Regions from separate parts of the Mus musculus genome. Here all the other regions are linked to region 2. The links are chromatin contacts, called in public HiChIP or PLAC-seq and Micro-C maps. All regions are on one chromosome and are shown on one strand. Each heading gives the region's core, a stretch centred on a gene start, on an enhancer-like site or on the middle of the called end of the contact. The rest is flanking DNA. Distances are from core to core; before and after follow the strand shown.

What was found. Hi-C and Micro-C count contacts between places; a contact is called where the count stands out from the background. HiChIP or PLAC-seq counts read pairs in DNA pulled down with a chosen protein or histone mark.
Region 1: a contact with region 2 is called in an H3K4me3 HiChIP or PLAC-seq map of embryonic stem cells, with 3 times the contacts expected there. The contact joins the promoter of Gmeb2 here to the enhancer-like site in region 2. A contact is called at or near these places in 9 of 39 promoter capture datasets (the 3T3-L1 cell line, 3T3-L1-derived adipocytes, the HPC-7 cell line and 5 more), 1 of 484 Hi-C or Micro-C datasets (embryonic stem cells), 3 of 115 datasets of contacts at active chromatin or transcription factors (embryonic stem cells and extraembryonic endoderm stem cells) and 2 of 9 other capture datasets (adipose tissue and pancreatic islet).
Region 3: a contact with region 2 is called in a Micro-C map of embryonic stem cells, with 2.1 times the contacts expected there. The contact joins the promoter of Tcfl5 here to the enhancer-like site in region 2. A contact is called at or near these places in 3 of 39 promoter capture datasets (frontonasal cranial neural crest, liver and stem cell-derived epiblast-like cells), 3 of 484 Hi-C or Micro-C datasets (the HL-1 cell line and embryonic stem cells), 1 of 115 datasets of contacts at active chromatin or transcription factors (embryonic stem cells) and 1 of 9 other capture datasets (pancreatic islet).

Annotation. Positions count from the first base shown.
Region 1 is chr2:181,286,606-181,290,053 of GRCm38.p6, forward strand. Gmeb2 (glucocorticoid modulatory element binding protein 2) reads right to left here and starts at 1,361. Exons shown (of 10, transcript NM_198169.2): 1 at 1,279-1,361.
Region 2 is chr2:180,904,029-180,907,272 of GRCm38.p6, forward strand. Ythdf1 (YTH N6-methyladenosine RNA binding protein 1) reads right to left here. Exons shown (of 5, transcript NM_173761.3): 5 at 349-1,640. The coding sequence ends at 1,614. Among named protein-coding and RNA genes, the nearest start is that of Mir124a-3, 12 kb to the left of the region's middle. Within about 2 kb of position 1,598, at least 12 of the 459 cell types and tissues checked have an H3K27ac peak or open chromatin away from gene starts, as enhancers often do. A contact at or near this core is called in embryonic stem cells, liver and pancreatic islet, where this site is marked.
Region 3 is chr2:180,640,887-180,644,419 of GRCm38.p6, forward strand. Tcfl5 (transcription factor-like 5 (basic helix-loop-helix)) reads right to left here and starts at 1,805. Exons shown (of 6, transcript NM_001360335.1): 1 at 1,090-1,805; 2 at 1-178. The coding sequence starts at 1,703.

The sequences.
Region 1 (3,448 bases), core at 111-2,610, 380 kb after region 2:
GGCTATACAGAGAAACCCTGTCTCTAAATAAATAAATAAATAAAGTCCTAGGTTAGTTCCAGGTCAGTCTTAAATATTTTTTCCCCTCTCTCCTTTTGTCATTCTGTATGTCTTGGAACTCATTCTGTAGACCAGGCTGACCTTCAACAACATCTGCATCTGTTTCCCACATGCTCGGATTATGGCCTCAGTCTAGATACTAAGACTGTCTAGGAAGGCAGGGAGGAGGGAAGATGAAATGTAGGGACTAGTAAACCTTACCATAAGGCAGGCCCATTCCATGAGTTGGTCTCCTGGCACAGAAGGGACACCTAAATATCTTTTCAGGTAGGTCACAAAGTGGGTTAATCTATGGCCTAGGTTTGTTTTTCTCAGTCACATACGCACATACACTGACATGTTTGTTCTTGGCACTCTCCATTTTATATCCAAATGGTATGTATGTATGTGTACTCCAGGATGTCTTCCCAGAAAGCTTTCCATATTTCCTATGAAGAAACAAACTAGACAGGTAGTCATATTATCGATTTAATTTTAACTTATTAAGAATGATAATTTGAAACTGTTGGGTTTGAAATGTTTTCAAGACAGAGAACATTGGCTCAGCAGTGAAGTAACCAACTAAATACCTAAAAATGTCACCAATCGTGACTAAAACTGGGCCAACCGATTCGGTTCCCAGCAATAAGATTATCCACTCAAAATAATTCCCTCCAACCACACAGTTCTACAAATGGGTCCCCATCAACGTGGTTCCCATCTGACAGGTCCACCCTGACATGGTTCCACTGATATCAAGTACCTATCCTGATGATCCTGGCCTCTAGATTCAGTTCCAAGCCAGGGGTTCAGCAATACGGGTCCCACCCATGAGTCGTTCCCAATCTTTCCACCCGCCCTCAGGAACCCGACCCATCTGGTGCCCACCGATGGGTCCCAAACACCACCACTCCCGCCTAACCGCTCCCCACTCCTCCAGCCCCTTCCGCCTCGGCTTTCACGGACGACCCGACCCTGCCTCTGGCGAGGCCAAGATGGAGGCCGGAAGCGAGCCGCCTTCGCGAGCCCTCCCGCCAGGCGCCCGCGCCCGCCCGCCAGCCTGACGCCGCCGCGCCTGACGCCGCCGCCGCCCTCGCGCGCCCGCCGCCCCTCCCCCGGCCTCCCCTCCCCCCGCCGTAACGTCCTGACGCTCCGCAGGGACCCCTGACTGGACGGCGGCGCGTGAGCGGCGCGAGAAGCCTCGCCGCGGGGGTGCGCGGGCGCGCCGATGCCGCTTACCTGGGCCCACACGGGCCTGCTCCGGCGCCCGGCTGTGACGGGTGCGGCGGCGGGTGGTGGCGGTGGCGGCCGCAGCCTTCGCTCCTTGTTGGGGATTCGGCGGCGGCGGCGGCGGCGGCGGCGGCTCGGGCGCGCGCTTCCTAGTGACGCAACACCGAGGCCGCGCACGCACGGGCCGGGCGGGCCTGGAGACTTATTTGGCGCCCAGCGCGGAAGCGAACAGTGTGGTGAGATACTGCCCCCGTAGGACTCTTGTGCGCCTGCGCGTGTGGTCTGCGTGCCTGCCCAATTAGGTGTTCTGTGGTTCAGGCCGAGGTTTGTAGTCCTGGCGTTTGGGCTCCACTAGGGAACCGAGTATCCCAGGTGTGTGCTTTGCAACCCAGCCTCGGCCTTGCAGTGACACTGTCCTAAAACTCATGTGCGGACGTTCTTAACCATTTCTGACAGAATCGTGTTTCTTTTTTTTAAAATTGAAGGCATTGCGAATTTGCTTTTTCAAACTACTCAGTGCGGAGCGGTGTTTTCACGAAGTTGACCAACTGACATTGCAGCGGGTAGTCCAACATGATTTAAACTTTTTTTTTTTTAAACGGACTCGCTATGTAGATCAGACTGACTTGGAACTCAAAGAGCCCCGAGTTCTGAGATTAAAGTGTGTATCACCATGCCCGGCCCATTATTTAAAGTTTTAAATGAAATTTAAAAGTTAAGTGTCGGGGTTGGGGATTTAGCTCAGTGGTAGAGCGCTTGCCTGGCAAGCACAAGGCCCTGGGTTTGGACCTCAGCTCTGAAAATAAATAAATAAATAAGACAAAAAGTTAAGTGTCTTAAGTATCTTGGAGCCATAAAAGTCTCATGGAGGGCCTTGGGTGCCCGAAGAATTTCTTTTATTTTTCTAACTTGTAGGGAAGGTCGCGTATTTAAGGTAACCAACATTTATTAAGTTCCTTACAGTTGAAAGCCAAAGACAAGCAGTTCTTGTGTGGTTCAAAGGTAACATCAGGTCCTGTCAAAATGAGACTTGTTTATCTTGGCCCTGGTGGAGCCTGGGCACCCTGTTAGACATTGTAGTCTTGGCAGTAAAACCCTTACCTTCCCCACCACCCCTTGCTTTCAAGCAGCTGAAGACAGCCAATTCTAAGTGCCAAGCCAGCTCTCAGAATGTGATCACTAGAATTAAGGGCTTCAGGATCCCTGCTCTGCCCATCTTAGAATCCTTAGAGTAGAAATGGATGTCTGCTTGGACGGGAACAAGAGTTCACTGTTAACAGGGTGGCAGCTAGAATGGGAAACTAACAAGCAACATTTTCACGTAATTAACACTGTAAATAAGAGACTTGCACTTTCACTCTGAAGGAGATGAGGAAGTCTTTGTCATTGCTGTTTGTTTTGGTTATGTGAGTTTGTCATTGCAAAAATAAATGCTAATGAGATCAAATGGTCTGGCTAGAGAAGAGCTGGTGGCCAGTCTGAGCATTTGTTCAGGGAAGCTGAAGAATGTAGAAGACCACCACCATCGTTGGAGGCATGCATAAGCTCTCCCAGCTTGAGTCTAGCAGATGTAAAAAATCAGCTTCCCCAGCCTGCTCAGAATTACAGATTCTGATTGCCAGTGCCTGAGATTAGTTCTACTGTAGGCAACCCTCATCAGTGCAGAGCCGTATCTGTGGAAGGAATAGGTGGTGTCATCAGCTGGTATTGCTGTGTGCCCGCCACCCCTAAGTGAGTGAGTTCCCACTGCCTAAGGAGATAGTAGCAGAAAGCAGGGGATCTAGGAGGTGACAGGCACGGTGCTATGTCTGAGGTAGGAAGCAGTCCTCTCTGTGTACTGAACATGCCATGACCTTGGATTGCCAGCCTTCAGAACTGTGAGTGGTAATCTGGATTATTTATAAGACACCTACTAGGTGGTTATTTTTGTTACAACAGCCTCAGTAATCTAATTCCCCAACAATCGAGAAAGTACTCCCAAAACAGATCCACCTTCACAGGGTGTAAGAGTAGCTCAAAAACCCCGTCACCTGTTGGAGCACGGGCCATGTGAGCACCAACTCATGATAATGGTGCTGCTTTATGCCCACAGAACAGGAGACTGTGTAGGCTCAAATATGTCATAAATAAAGGGGAGACAGGATAGTTCCACCCTACTATGGAGTTCTGATTAATAAAT
Region 2 (3,244 bases), core at 348-2,847:
ATGTGAGATTTAGTTACTAGAGAGAGTACATTGGATGTCTACAACAGTGAATTTTCAGAAGACATAAGGGAGAGATCAAGGAGTACCAGCCTGGAGGCAAGTGTGCAAACGAAGTCATATATGGCTGCTGAACAGCTCGTCCACCTCTGTCAGCTTCACATTCTTACATAGTTGGGGACTGAATTCCAAGTCCTACATGGAGCTATGAAAGTTTCTCTGTCCCTTTAGTACCCAGGAGTAAGCAAAACTGCAGCCCTTGGCTTCCACTGCTTAGAGCAGACCCCATAGATTTTCAGCTATAAGAGAGAGACAAGGCACATATAGCAGGGAAAACAAGAACACACAAGCTTGCTCAACAGGTGTTTATTAAGGCTTGTATTCTCCTAGAGGACAGGTATCCGATGTTGTCCACGACTCCGTACAGGCAGTAACAGCTCGAGGAAGTGACACGTTCTAAATACAAGTCTAAATAATACAGCTTAAATGTTAACTCAGAGGGTCTTTTGGAGTAAATAGTTTCGGAAGGTATCTGCTCTCTAAGACAGTAAAGATCCTCTACAGTGGGCGCGTGCAGATTCAGTATGCGAGGGCGTCGGGCATGAGCACCACTTTCATGCTAAACTCCAACTCCAGATGGCGGTGAGCTCCTCCGAGGCTCCTCATTCCACAAAACATGATAGCAAATTTGTTTTCTAAAGGATTTTTTGTTTTTTTGCTTTTTTCACCCATTCAACAGAAAAAAAAAATAGACACACAGTGAAATTTACAGTCGGCAGCAGCATCCATCACACTGCCTGTACTATCAGATTCCTACAATTAAAGCTTAGCGTTACTGGTATAAAAACTTAAGACAGCATCAGGATTCTCTAGAGAAGAAAGAGGACAACTAAAAATGATCTACGAACAACTAAGAATGTCGCAAAGCTGAACCAGACTTAAAACACCTTCTAGTTCCTTGCCACAGAGCCCAAACCTCATGCAGTGGCAGACGGTGGCAAGGAGAACTGGAGCACCGCTCTGTGTGGGCACTAAACTATGGACAGCTTGCCCATAGACAGCTGTGAGCACACTTAAAACTAAAAGTTATTTGTCTAGTAGGAAACTCAAAAGGGCAGGTCAGCAATATGATGGATACCACAGATAGTAAAATGGCAAGCCACTTCAGTACTGTGAAGAGACATCAACAGCACATGCTGAATGGGCTTTTTGTTTGCTGTAAAGCAGGAGAGGACAAGAAATATGAAGTATCCTATAGGGATATTAAATGGCTAGATATAAGAATAAGAACATAATTTCTGCCAAAATAAAAATATCTTTGGGATGTATTAGGTGTTTTGTTTTGAAGAATATTTATATTTTGCATTAGGTCAATCTGACTGATAAGCTGACAAACAAAATACTCCTTTATTAGTGAGTTCTACAATATTATAATACATAGAAAAATACAAATGAATGCAGATCCATCTGGCAAAAATGAACTACAAAGATAAAGATGCAACAATCAACCCCGCACGAGGACGACACTGGAGCTGACTCGGAGACAGCACCAAGCATACAGCTTTAAAACTCTGTTTTCAAAGTCAACCATTAACCAAAAACAAACTGGCTTGTTCTTATTGTTTGTTTCGATTCTGTCTTTCCTGTAAAAAGAAGAGAAGAGGTTATAAGTTCATGAAGCACTTTGATTTGCAGATGAAGGCCCACAAAGTCGAGGCCTCAGGCCATTTTGTTAGCTGCAGCAAAAGGGGATGTGTGCTTGTCTGGTCTGTCCCTGCGGATCTAGTTCTGAACTACCAAGCAGCCTGGTCCCACAGACCAGGGCAGGAGCCACCATATGCTGTCCTATCCTTTCTCAAGACCCTCTGCACAGAAGTTACAGAGACATGTCCAATCATGTGTCTTCTGCCCACTCATCCCATGCCTCCCCTCCCCCAACCCAGCCAGCTCTCCCTCATGTGCCAATCATCCCAGTGAAAAAACAGTAGAACAACAAAAGCACCTGCACCCCAGGGAGGGACCAGCATGCACAGGGCAGGCACTCTAGCATGCCTAGTACAAAGGAATTATTTTTCTAAATTTCTTTAATTTTGACAAACCAATCACTCAGAAAATACCAAAATTTGACAGGCTATAAGTAAGCTCCAAGTCAGGACCAAGTATGATAGGAAGACAAGCTAGATCCACCTCGTTTAAGCCCTTCCCATCAGCTCAAGTTTCCTCTGTGGCCTCCAGCAGTACTGACAAAGTCCTCAACTGAACTGACTTCCTACATCCACAGACAGCTTCCTATCCCCAGCATGCATGTCACAGCAACCTGGAATTTACACCCAGTCTTCATGTCTGCCTAGCTGGTTTCTGATCAGTGCGTCCCATCTAGTAGCTACCTTGTCTCTCTAGCAATTCATCTAAATTCAGCCAATAACAAGGTGTCTCTGATGCAAGGAGCATGCACTACATACACAATGTTCTGTCCTAACCCTTTTTGGACCCACTGTACAGTAGTCACATATCTGTCTATCTGTCATACCCACACACACACACTCCCATCATCCCCAGTCTCCCTCATGTACCACTGTCATGCTATCTGAGAAAGTGCATAAATACAAAAAACTACATTCAGGTTAAAGGTTCAGTACCCAGCATGGTCATCCTAGGTGTGAACTGAGAAAGCTGTCTGTAGAATACCTATACAGTTACTGTAGTTTGTAATTGCTTACTTTAGGCTTGGTTTTGAGACAATGTTTCATGTACTTAAGGGTGGTCTTGAACTGATCCTTCTGCCCACACACACCTCTTAAGCACTGGGATCACCAGCACATGCTACTGTGCCTAACTACACCTGAGCCAAAATCTGTACTTTCCTTTGGGGCTAGCCTGGACTAAACAAATGCCAGCCACAGCAACGACTACCACCCAAAGTCCAAGGTGAGGCTTCTCACCCAGATCAATGAGTAGGAGGATCACTAGTAAGAATTCATAACCTTCTACCCTGAGGTGCAAAGAGAAAAACTCTTTTCAAGCAGAAGCCTGTCTCCCTAAAGTGCAATGGCTGCTATTAAAGCAGCTGGAGGAGGGAGACAGTGTCTGGCTCCTTTAGCCTTCAGTCCTAGCACATACCCCAGCACACAATACATGTGTAAAATGTAATGAGTAAAACCAAATTTAAATGGAAAAAAGAAAGTATCTGAGACCCTGTCTCAAAAACAAACAAAATAACCAAAATAACAGGTGTAGAGGTGGCCTT
Region 3 (3,533 bases), core at 555-3,054, 260 kb before region 2:
CTGTGCAAGGCTGGCATTCCCACCAGTGGAGCAGGCACTTGTAAACAGTGGGTAGGTGAACTGCAAAGCAGTAGTGGCAGCAGCAGTTTTATTTTTCACTAAGGTCGTACATTTGTTTTGTTGCTGGTGAAGAGGAACATTCATTAATTCAGATGGATGTCGAATAAGAGTTACCAAACTGCCAAGACAAAAGAAAACCCAGAAACCTGAGGAATAGGTGGCAGAGAGGCTCCCAAAACATTGCCATCACCCATTCACCACTAACTCTTGTCATGCTAGACTCTGCCCTGATTCTCAAATGGTCCTGGACATGGCCAAATGATCCACTGGCCCATGGCGCTGGTGAAGTCCATTGTCTCCTCCCTGCCTGCAGCACTCCCGGATACCAATTTGTCATCCTTAAAATCTGTCAAGGATGGTCAAAGACCAGGACAGCCAGAGTGGAAAACTGCGGAGTCAGTGTCTTCAATAGGAGTCAGTGTCTTCAACAGCTACCTGGGAGGACACTTAAGTGGGCCAGGAGCCGCCACACATTTCAGCTTAATCTTAAAACTCTCTCCTTTCCCCACCACAAGTCCACATCTGTAAGCCTCTATCCCAAATCTGCACCAGAGGCTTAGCAGCTTCCCATGCCAATCAGGAGGGAGACAGGAGCAAAGAGAACAGTTCCTAGACCTCTTCCTCTCCTTTTGGGGGCGCAGAGAGAGACCAAAAGTTCACAACCCCCAAGGTACTCCTTAGAATTGCCACCTAGCACTTGTATAGAGTACACCCTCCAGATCACCTTCAGGTGATTCAGAACAGACCGGCCTCAGACCCCTATCTAGTACCCAGACTGCCTGCCCCTTTACACTGGCCCTCGCAAGTACAAGACCTGCCCTGGCCCTTGTGTACACGCAGACACCGCAAACAGCCCTGCTGACCCCGTCCAGATATCCTCCCCGACCCAACAGGTGGCCCTGCTGGAGCCCTTCAGATATCCACCCAGATGAGGCAGATGCCCAGAAGGACTGACCCCACCAGCCTACACCAGCTCTGCAATCAGGCCCCTCCTTCCCCGACGCCCCCGCGCCTGCGCCCCGCACGCACTTGTTGAGCGCCACGCCCGACTCGGCGGGCTCAGCACCGCGCGGCGCAGGCGGCTCGGCCGGCATACTGTTGAAGCGGTCCTCCAGACGGACGCGTACGGTCGGCTTGGCCCGGGCCTCCGGTGCGCCGTCGGGCCCCGCACCGCCCGCGCCTTCCTTGGCCACGCCGTCCGCCCGCGTCCGCGTCCCGTCCGCACCGCCGGGCGTCTTCTCCGCCGCGCCCGCCTCGCCCAGCAGCATCATACGCAGCTCCTGGAAGTCGACGTGGCCCAGGCACGGCGCGTCGGCCGCCAGCGGCGGGCACAGCACTGGGTACACGGGCGGCGCCGGCGCCAGCGAGCCCGCCGCGCCCGAGCCCGCGCCCGGGCCGGCCAGCAGCGCGGAGCCCAGGCGCGCCTCGAGCTCGCCGTCCGCCGCCTCCATGTGCGAGTAGAGGATGTGCTGCAGCTGCGTGTACTCCACTTCCGTCATCTCCACCAGGCTCAGGTCGGTGGTCGTGAAGCTCAGCCCCGGCTCTCCCAGCGCCGCGTCCCCGCCGCCCGCGCCCTCGGGGCCCGCCTCGCCGCCCGTCGCGCCCGCCTCAGGCGGCGGCTCCCGCGGCCCGGGGCCCGACATGCCGGCGCGGCGCGGCCCAACGGCGGGGCGCGGGCGCGGGGACGGCGACGCAGACGCGGGCGGGCGGCGAGGCGGGGTCGCGGCCTCCGCAGACGACGCGCCGGCCACCGCGGGCGCGCCGTTGGGGGAGGGAAACCGCTGAGCACCTCAGGAGCAGTGCGCCTGCGCAATCCCGCCCACAACGGTAACCCCACCCCTTTTGGGCCACGCCCCTCCGTTACCCGCCGACCCCCAGCCAACTGCCCGCCCGCTTGCCCCGCCCCCGAATCCTCCCCCCCCCCCAGTGGCCTTGAGTTCAAACCATGGACAGGCCACGCCCCGCGTGGCCACGCCCAGTTTAATCACACCCTCATAAAGACACGCCCACTGCCCCCAAGTTGGCCTTAGGCTGGTCCCCTCCCTGGTCAGCTGCTCCCTGCCCACTTGCCAGGAGCTTGCTACTTGATGCTCCCCATTCCCTACTTAGCCCAGTCTTGCATCTTCCTAGCCATGCCTCTGCAGTGCTACCATGCTTTTTATTAGCTGTCCCCAGCCCAGCCCTTGTTCACCCACTTTGGGTGCTTTATGCAATATGCACTCCAGGTTTCCATTCTATTTCAGTCAAGCTGGGGATTAGACCTAGGGTCTCACATATGCTGAGCTATCTTTCTACCTGCAGAGAAAGCATCAACTCTTTTATACCCAGCAAAGATAGCACCACCATATAACTTTATATCCAGTGTCTGAGTTAGGGTTTCTTTTGCTGTGGTAAAACATGACCAAAATCAGTTTAGGGAAGAAAGGGTTTTCTCTTGACACTTCAATGTAACAATCACTGAAGGAACTCAGGGCAATAACTTAAGCAAGGCGGGTACTGGTGATGGAGAAGCCATGGAGGAGTGTTTCTTACTGTTTTTGTTCCTCATGGCTTGCTCAACCTGCCTTGTTTTGTTTTGTTTTTGTTTTTCGAGACAGGGTTTCTCTGTACAGCCCTGGCTGTCCTGGAACTCACTTTGTAGACCAGGCTGGCCTCAAACTCAGAAATCTGCCTTCCTCTGCCTCCCAAGTGCTGGGATTAAAGGCATGTGCCACCATGCCCAGCTCAACCTGCTTTTTTATAGCAGTACCTCCAGCCCAGGAGTGGCACCATCCACAGTGAGGTGAGCCCACCCACAGCAATTGCCAATCAAGAAGATGCACCACAGGCTTGCCTGCAAAGATAGTGTCATAATTGTATACCTAAGGTGATGGTATCACCTCATAATTCTATGCCTTGCAAAGCTATTTTTAAAACAAGACTGACACTGTGGCCAGACTGGCTTCAAACTTGGGGTGATCCTCTTAACTCAGCCTCTGGATACTGATATTGGAGGTATCTTTTTCCTAATATACAAAATGTAAATAAGCCTAGGATAGAATTCAGAGATAGATGTGTGAGGTCCCAGGTTTGATCTCCAGCATTGGAAGAAAAGTCAAATGGCTATCTTATTACTAGTAGACCTGTACTAAAGGAGATCATACACAAGGAAGGTATAAATTTGGATCTCTACAGCCCAAGGAAGACCTGGATAGATTGAAAATGCTCACTAAAAGTTTTAGAGCTACCACTGACAAGAAAATGAAGGAGGCAACATGGGGTTGCAGTGTAAAGAGGCAAAAGGGGCAAACCAGAAATAAGCAGATGAAATGTTCAAGTCCTACAAGATCACATTACGGAGACATGATTTAAATATGGGAAAATAAGCTGGAGAGATGGCTCAGCAGTTAAGAGAGCACTTGTTGCTCTTACAGAGTACCTCAGTTTGGTTCCCAGCACCTATGTGATAGTTCATGCCATCTGTAACTCCAATT